Linked DNA regions of Danio rerio: region 1 is linked to region 2. Evidence: chromatin contacts called from public Micro-C data. All regions are on one chromosome and are shown on one strand. Each heading gives the region's core, a stretch centred on a gene start, on an enhancer-like site or on the middle of the called end of the contact. The rest is flanking DNA. Distances are from core to core; before and after follow the strand shown. Region 1 overlaps rras2 (RAS related 2). Region 2 overlaps pde3b (phosphodiesterase 3B).

Region 1 (4,381 bases), core at 1,428-3,927, 140 kb before region 2:
GGTGGCAGTGTAACACAATCTGAGTGTCCTTTAATGGCACAATGCACCCAGTAACCCCATATATTTTATTACAAGCTCTCTCCCTCACAGACACACTGATATTTTTCACTCTTTCAGCACTCTTCATTGATTTTTCAGGACTGAATTTCATCCACACTTAATTGCATCTTAACAGCAACATTGTGTACTGTAAGAACGTGTATACAGTACTGTAATGTGTCATTTTACAGTACTGTAATGTGTCATTTTACAGCAAAAACTGTAGAGACTAAAAGTCTACAACAGATACAATAAAGTACCAAGTCATGCTATGATTTCAGTGCAGATAAAGAGTGTTGAGATCGACATATTGTTTCTGATTCAGTGTAGTTCTCTGAAATGACACTATACGTGATTCAAGTCACTCACTTGTCTCTGTTGCTCAAGATCAGCTTTGTTACCAACTAGAATCATGGGAAATTCATCTCGGTCCTTCACTCTCAAGATCTGCCGTTGAAACTTGTAGATCTCTTCAAAACTGAGGAAAACAAGGTGATACACAGCCATTAAAAACTGCTTGAAAATGGCTGTAATTGCTCTAACTAATTATTAGACTAATTGTAATTGCTCTAACTAATTAAAAAAATACTGTATATATAGTTGAAGTCAGAATAATTAGCCCCCCTGTACATTTTTTCCCCAATTTCTGTTTAACAGAGAAAATATTTTTTTCAACACATTGCTAAACAAAATAGTTATACTAAACAAAATAACTCATCTCTAATAACTGAATTAATTAATATTTGCCATCATGAAAGTAAATAATATTTTACTAGATATTTTTCAAGACACTTTTATACAGCTTAGTGACATTCTTATCTAGGTTAATTAGGTTAGGTAGGCATGGTTAGGGTAATTAGGCAAGTTATTGTATAATGATGGTTTGTTCTGTAGACTATCAAAAAGAAATATAACTTAAAGGGGCGAATTATATTGACCTTAAAATGTTTTTTTTATTATTAAAAACTGCTTTTATTCTAGCCAAAATAAAACAAATAGGACTTTCTCCAGAAGAAAAAAATATTATCAGACATACTGTGAAAATTTCCTTGCTCTGTTAAACATCATTTGATATCAATATATTCTGCAATGAAAACACACACACAAAGCGGAGCTCTTTTTCTAAACTAACCCTAAAGCAAGAAAAGTCTAGCAAGGACTGCAAAATTGGCTATATGGAAAACAAGGGACAATAAAGGCCTAGGGTTGACAGAACCTGATCCTTAAGTATTGTTTTTGTGTTTGATTGCAGCAAGAATAAGAATAGAACTGGTCTCTAAATATAATGTTGATGTATTGAGTAAGGAATAAAGTAAATTCAGGCAGTTTTGTTCCCGCAGAATAAATCCAGACAGGCTTATCATTCAGGCTTTATAATGGTAAATAAACGGGCTCAATGATGGACTGACAAAAAAAAAAAAAAAAACATGGCATATTTCTGTGGCTGCAGATTTCACATGGGCCTAGTTATTAGTTTCAGCAGAAATATCTCAGAATAACATAATTTAGAATGTCAGAACTGACGAATGTAATCATTTTTAATGGCATTTGAGTGTATTTTGGATATGCTTAAATCAGGAATGTATTTTAACAAAAAAAGAAACTAAAATGATTTTAAACCACCTCTTAATTCAATGTATTTTATTTTTTTATAAAAAGAAATTAATATTTACTTTTGTATTTTTTATTAAATTTATTTAGTTTTTGCATTTTATTTTAAAATGTTTTTATGTTTTTTTATTCAATTAAATTAAATTAATTTTCAATAATTAATCATTTTTTTATTAAAATCACATTTTTAATATTGTATGTACTTAATTTTTTTATTTTATTTATTTTATTTTTAAACATTTTAAAATATATAATTTTTTAAAATGTTTTATTATTAAACTGAATTCATTTTAATTTAATTAATTTTTATTAAATTCAATTTAATAGAGCTTTATTGGCAAGACTTGTGTTTGTGTCTCACTCTCTTTCTGTTCTGGCCCACAGAGCAGCATCACAGTACACAGGATGACACAAGGTCACCCAGTTCTCATGCCGTTACTATAAACTTTCCAGTAATGCTGTCAGATGACTGAAAGCCATCATAGAGAAAGAGAGAGAGAGAGAGAGAGAGAGAGAGAGAGAGAGAGACAGAGTGTGTGTGTGTGTGTGTGTGTAAACTGGGAAGAAAAGGACACTGATATGAGCTCTCTGTTGATTCTAACAGTTCGAGCCGTTTAAATGTCATTCAGGAGGAAATGCTTGTCATGGACTCTGGAGAGTGTGCTCTGAGAGGTCTGTGCCATCCGTAATGTAAACGGAGGAAGGAAAGTCTGTTTACAGCATAAACACAAACTGGGACAGACCGAGAGGGCACAAACACTCCCACAACGACCAAATACACACTGCTCTGCAATGTGCGTGAGATCTATTTACTGTAACTGCAGACAAAACCCTGAGGTGTAATTAAGCATCATCTCTAATTTTACAGCTACAGACGGCGATGTGACTGAGTAAAGGGAGGTGGTTTGATGTGAATTAAAAACGGCAAGCCTGAAACTGAATGAAAGTGAAACTGAGACAGGCCGTGTGGAGGGAAAGGGGAAGAAGGAGAGAAAGTTGAGAGAGAAAGCGTGAGTGGAACGTTTGCTCACCTTCCCCGGTCGGTGACAGAGAAGACCAGAAGGAAACCCTCCCCTGTCCTCATGTATTGTTCTCTCATGGCTCCGAACTCTTCCTGTCCTGCTGTATCCAGGACTAACAAACACAAAACCACCATGTTAGCATTTAGTCACATTAGCACTGTAGCTTTGATCATCAATAATAGCTCCATAGCTGTGCTCTGTCTTGTATTTTTGGCAGTTTTGAACTGACTAGAGTATTTACTGACATGTAAGAATCTTAAATAGAGAGTAAATAATAATCGTATGAAGAGACCAAAGTTTGCTTCCTTTTTTAACCGCTGTCTTAAATGATGCCTGCAATACTGTGAGTTAGTGGCCTATTCTGTTATCAAAGACTTGTTCACATTAAAGTCAGCATGAATTACAAATTCATATTATTTTGTACTGTGCTGTTTTAAGAAATAATGTCAAAATGCTTTTTTTATGGTGGCCGAGAGAGTTTATTGATCTGCAATTTAGGAAAGTGTATGCAATTACAAAAAACACCAGCAAAATAAGAAACTGTTTGCTCTAGTAGAGAAAAATAAGTGTTTTATTTCTGAATATTTTAAAATTAATTTGAAAAAATGTTTAAGGTAATATCTTTTCAGTTCCTTTTTTAAATAACTCTCAATGCATTTTAACAGTAAGAAGCTATGATACAGATTATTGAGCTGACACTTGACTACAAAAATAAATTGCAAATCAAATCGAAAAAAAAAAAAAAAAAAAAAAAAATCGCAATATCTATCAAAAAATAATAATAAAAATAAAAATCGCAATCAGATATTTTCCCCAAATCGCCATAGCTGTGCGTTTTCCTCTCAATAACAAAATAAACTCACGTACAAAAAAGAGCTGAGAAAACAGCATTATCTACATAATATAATAATAATAAGAAGAAGAATTATTTCATGAGCAGCAAATCTATATAAGATAAGAAATATTTCTGAATGATCATTTGACACTTAATACTGAAATAATGACCATCACAGGAATGAATTATTGACCTTATGCTTCACGTAAGAGCTGGCCCTTAAAATCTTTTTGTCTTCAGACTTTCGATCTCATTCACTTCCATTGATTTGTAGATGTTAAAAATAGCTCATTATGCTGCTTGATGTTGCAACCTGACATTTTCCTGATATACTATTCTGCTTTTAATGTATAATCATGAATAAACTTGTTTGTGGAGGAAGTAGTTAGACTGTTTTCTGCCGTTTGTTATTCCTAGTCATTTCTCCCATAGCTACTGAATCGGAAGTTCTAAAACAAGTGCAAAAACAAGCGCACTTCTACATTGTAGAATAATCCTAAGATTTATTTAAGAATCAGACTCCTTCGTCCATCAGCAGTGTACTTACTATCCAGCCGTGCAGGCCTCTCGTCAATCACACACTGCTTTGTGTACGAGTCTTCAATCGTGGGGTCATAGTCAGTGACGAAGTATGACTACACAAAAACAGAAAGAAAACAACATAAGGAACTTCAAAATAAAATATACAGTTCAGGCATAACATCACATCCAAATTTTTTGTTAGGATTACATCTGGTCACCATAAAACAACCTCATCAGATTTTGATGCTTTAGACCAGGGCTGCTCAACCCTGTTCCTGGAGAGCTACCTTCCTATAGAGTTCAGCTCCAACCCTGATCAAACACACCTGAATCAATTAATTAGGACCTAAAC
Region 2 (4,331 bases), core at 1,588-4,087:
GCATTTTTTATTTAAGCTTTCATCTTTATATCAATCCTCGAGTTTCCTGCCTTTTTTGTGAAGCATTACAGGATAATGCATTTTATTAGTACCACATGGGATTTTTATGAAGGTTACACGCTGTAAATAAATCCTGGTTTCCACACATTCGGTTTGTGCATGGACAACGTAAAGGAATTAAGATAACGTAAATAATAAATCAAATGAATCATTGACTTCTGCTTTCTTCATTTGTTTCAAAAACACAGATTTCACTACAATTTAAAACGGCATCTTTGGATATTTTTTCAGCTGGAGATACTGTTGTCCTAAAAAACAAAAAATAAATGTAAATAAAAATCGTACACATACTTGCACAACTTAGAACAACATTAAAGAAAATGTAGGCGGTTTTAAAACCTTGATTTTTTTTATTTTTTTTTCCAAACCACGGTATGCCTTGAAAACAGTTATTGTCCCATGTATAGTTGTTTTATCTTATTTTATGTAGTTTGAACAAGCAATACAAAAATATTGTTAAGTGCAGAAAGTGTTTTATTTTGTTGTTATTTGTATAGCAATTATAGAAATATTCTGTTTATTCCTCATTCTAATATGCAGATGTGGATATTATTTCAAAAATCATTTCCTGACCTTTTGTTTCACTGTAACAGTAAAAAGCCCTTCATCAGTTTGGATTAATACATTCTTGCTGAATTTATTTTTTTTAATGAAATACATTTAATAAAAATAAATAATAATAAAATGTTTGAGATGCTACAGTTTGGAATCCATATCAAACTAAATTTACAAAAGTGATTTTATGCATGTTCAATTAAAAAAAAAAAAAAAAACAGCAAACCTATTTTTATCTTTAATAATTGAGTAATTGACCTCAAACAGAGAATTGGGAAAAACTTAGAAATTTTTGTTACAGTGGCAAAATATAAATATTACAATTGATTTGTATTTTGAACTGCTCTGTGATCCTTATAATTGATTATTTTAATTTGTGATCAAATGAGTTCTCTATATGCCTGGCAAATTTATAAAAATATAAAATGAATGGTGGTTAGGCTGCACACTATATTGTTTCAGTATCAATATTGTAATGTGCTCTTCCGCAATAGTCAAATCGCAAAGAAATGCAATGTTAAAGTCACAAAGAACCAAAAGCTTTTTTTCGTATTGTGACGCAGTTCCTGGAGAAACGGTGAGCGTGGCTTGTTTTTTCTACCGCAGACTAAATGGATGATTTCATTCAGAACGATCGGGAAACCAGGGTTTAGAAGAGTTATTACAACCTAACAGACTGCTCCTGCTCACCATTTCTGTTTGTTGTCAAAACTGTCAGTGTAGTGAAGTATATTAGCTCAAAGTTAGCCATTACCTCAAAATCACATAATCTGATTTAACTGGACAACAAACAGGAAGTGCCTTTACAGATTTCAATTAAAGATTAGAAGGGCAAACATTTTTTTTCTTCTTAATGACACACACAGATGAATTGTCCACCCCAAAACTGTCATTGTGAGCTAACAAAATCATATGGTTAGTTTTGATTTCTTGGGGACTTTAAGTCTGGATTATAGTTGACCAGGAGCTACAGAATTGTATTTAATCGCTGTATTTATACGATTTATGCAAAAAAAATAGAAATTAAAAATAAATAAATAAATAATAATAATAATAATAATAATAATAATGTTTTGCTTGTCCTTGTTTCTAGTCAAATATCTACATTTCAAAGCAAAAACAAGACTGTTTAACTTATCCCACTGGCAGATAATTGGGAAAAGCTATAATTTTGCCTTTTCTCATGTACAAAACAATATTTTTACTTGATCTAAGAATTTTGTTAAGATTTGGACTAGAACTGACACAAAGCAAAGTAAGAAAAGCTTTTTTTCATTGCGATCAATCAATTTCTGTACCTGAATACTGTTAACTCCCTAAAAAAATGTCAAATAGTGCTATTTAACTATCTTGTGAAACTGTATTTACATTGTAATATTTATCCCAGAAAAATAAAAATGTCGCACACAACATCAGATTTTTTCCAATATTTGCAGCGCTAAATAAACTCAAACAAAATTATTGTAATGGGTTACAGAAAATGTTTTAGTTCGCAAGCAAACATTATATCAGCACCTAACTTCAACATGCTTCATAGTGTCACTATCCTCTCATTTGATCGTACAATATTTGCTTATGACTGACTTCACGAAACCATTTGCTGTGTTTTTAAACAAATATAACAGGTTTCTCATTTTCATAAAGTCATGAAGTGCAGATCGGCGTGTATATGTGTGTGTGCGTGTGTGTGTAAGGTGATACGTGTTCATCAAGGGTTGGTTTGTTGTTCTGCTTCACTAGCCGCTGTGTTGTGTGATGTTGATGAAGCTCTTGACTGGCTCTGTGGTTTTTATGATGCTGTTTTTGTTTGACCAGCCCTGCTTGGCCTCCTGCTTTCAGACGATGTGCAGTTATTTAGCCACTCGGCTGAGATTCTCTCAAACACAAACACACGCAACACTCACACATATATAATATATATATATAAAATCTTCGTCTCGCTCTTAAACACACTGACACACTCATAATAACAGTGTCAAAGAACAAACCTAACAAAAAAAAAAACAGGACTGGCCTGACTTTTTATCTAGAGTCTTGGTAAGCACAGATCCCACGTGTTGTTTGTTAGCATTTCTTTGCGTTAAGTATGGTAGCTTTTACCTTCTGTAGGCGAATGGCTGCAGACTAGAGACCTCTTTTGAGTGTTTTAGTTGCTGTAGTGTGTTGTAATGCAAATACTGTATGACACTTTTGCCCACAGTGGATCTGCTGATTATCTGCCATTAAAAGAACTGAAACTGTTTTGTTTGGTGCTCTGACTGTGAATGTATTTGTGTACATCTACATGTGTTTGGCCTGCTGTTTTGTGCTTCTGTTTTAATGATAAAAAAGTCAGTGAAATATAGCTTATAGGGCTGGAACTGATGATTATTTTCAGAATCGATTAATCATGCATTTTTAAAGTAATCGATTAAAGGAAATTTGAACAGTTTATTATTTTTTATATTTGCTTGTTTCAATTTGAATTCACAGTGTTGGTGTTACAAACATGAACCCGATTTATGTCAGTGACTACCAGCATTTTGAGGAAAGCATTAGTTACACCAAAAGTGGCTTTATGTGGATTGTATGTTTTAAAGATATGGCATTTAAAAAAAAAATCTAAATTCATTATTTACTCTGCCTCACATGGTTTTAAACCTTTAGCATTTTTTTCTTCTGATGAACACAAAAGAAGATATTTTTTAAAATGCTGATTGTACACATCGACTTCTATAGTAGGAAAAAAATTATTGTTAAAGTCAATGGATTATTCATGGTTTTAAACAAGTGAAGGGTGAGTAAATGATGACAGAATTTCCTTTTTTTTTGGTGAACAATTTTTTCTTTAGGCATTATTTTGTATGTGAACAACAAATTACTTATTAAACTGATTAAATAAAGACAATTTTGCTATATTTATGTAGTTTTGAAGGATTTATCGGGCAGTTTAGAGTGGTATAGTATGGTACAGGTTGGCACGGATCACCTATATCAGGCTTGCGTTTCCACTGCCAATAGGGTACCAATGGTGTACGACAGAAAGTTGCAGTTGACATCATTCTCGCTCAAGAAAATGTAAAACTGTACGGGTCGTTTACATATGAGGAGCGCTTCTCACAAAACAGAGGCTTTATACACATAAATACTTGTGTATAAATGTTCATTACTAACCTTCCTATAGACATGATTTGATTTTAATTGCAGATTAAGGATACGGCAAAATAGCCTACTGTAATGTCGGCAACTCTAATGAATAAATAAATAAATAAATGCAATATATGAACACAAACAGCCCCTTGCAGTCTCCGATATGTTACCATTTACAAAAAAACTACACACAGCAGACATTTAATCCTTATTTGGGTTTAAAAACAACCTGCAATATAGCCCACAGTAAGTGCAAACCTCTCATCTGTATCTTTAATCTTCACCAGCATGTCACTTCTGTTAAAAAGTATTTCCGAGTTCATAATAGTCCAAAAGGCGATGATAATAATAATTATACATGGCTGTCTGTTCATCTTTTAGGTTGCTCAAAGAATCATTTTCTTCTTTCTCATGGCTTGTATATGTACTAGTGAAGCTTCTCTGTAAACCAATAGCATTCAGCTGCTTGTCTAGCTTTACTTTTTGGTACCTTTTTGTCGTGCTAGGTACCCTTATATTGATATATAAAGACTAGAAATGAGACAAAGCATTAAAAGCAAAGTAAGAAATTTTTTTTTTTGAATTGT

Evidence for each region. Hi-C and Micro-C count contacts between places; a contact is called where the count stands out from the background.
Region 1: a contact with region 2 is called in a Micro-C map of caudal fin, with 2.5 times the contacts expected there. The contact joins two enhancer-like sites. A contact is called at or near these places in 3 of 18 Hi-C or Micro-C datasets (caudal fin, hematopoietic stem cells and an unstated tissue).

The regions. Positions count from the first base shown.
Region 1 is chr7:27,902,032-27,906,412 of GRCz12tu, reverse strand. It overlaps rras2 (RAS related 2), which reads right to left. Exons shown (of 6, transcript NM_001017815.1): 2 at 4,055-4,142; 3 at 2,682-2,784; 4 at 409-517. Among named protein-coding and RNA genes, the nearest start is that of tub, 18 kb to the left of the region's middle. Within about 2 kb of position 2,677, at least 21 of the 62 cell types and tissues checked have an H3K27ac peak or open chromatin away from gene starts, as enhancers often do. A contact at or near this core is called in caudal fin, where this site is marked.
Region 2 is chr7:27,758,652-27,762,982 of GRCz12tu, reverse strand. All of the region lies in intron 1 of pde3b (phosphodiesterase 3B), which reads left to right. Among named protein-coding and RNA genes, the nearest start is that of cyp2r1, 46 kb to the right of the region's middle. Within about 2 kb of position 2,837, at least 7 of the 62 cell types and tissues checked have an H3K27ac peak or open chromatin away from gene starts, as enhancers often do. A contact at or near this core is called in caudal fin, where this site is marked.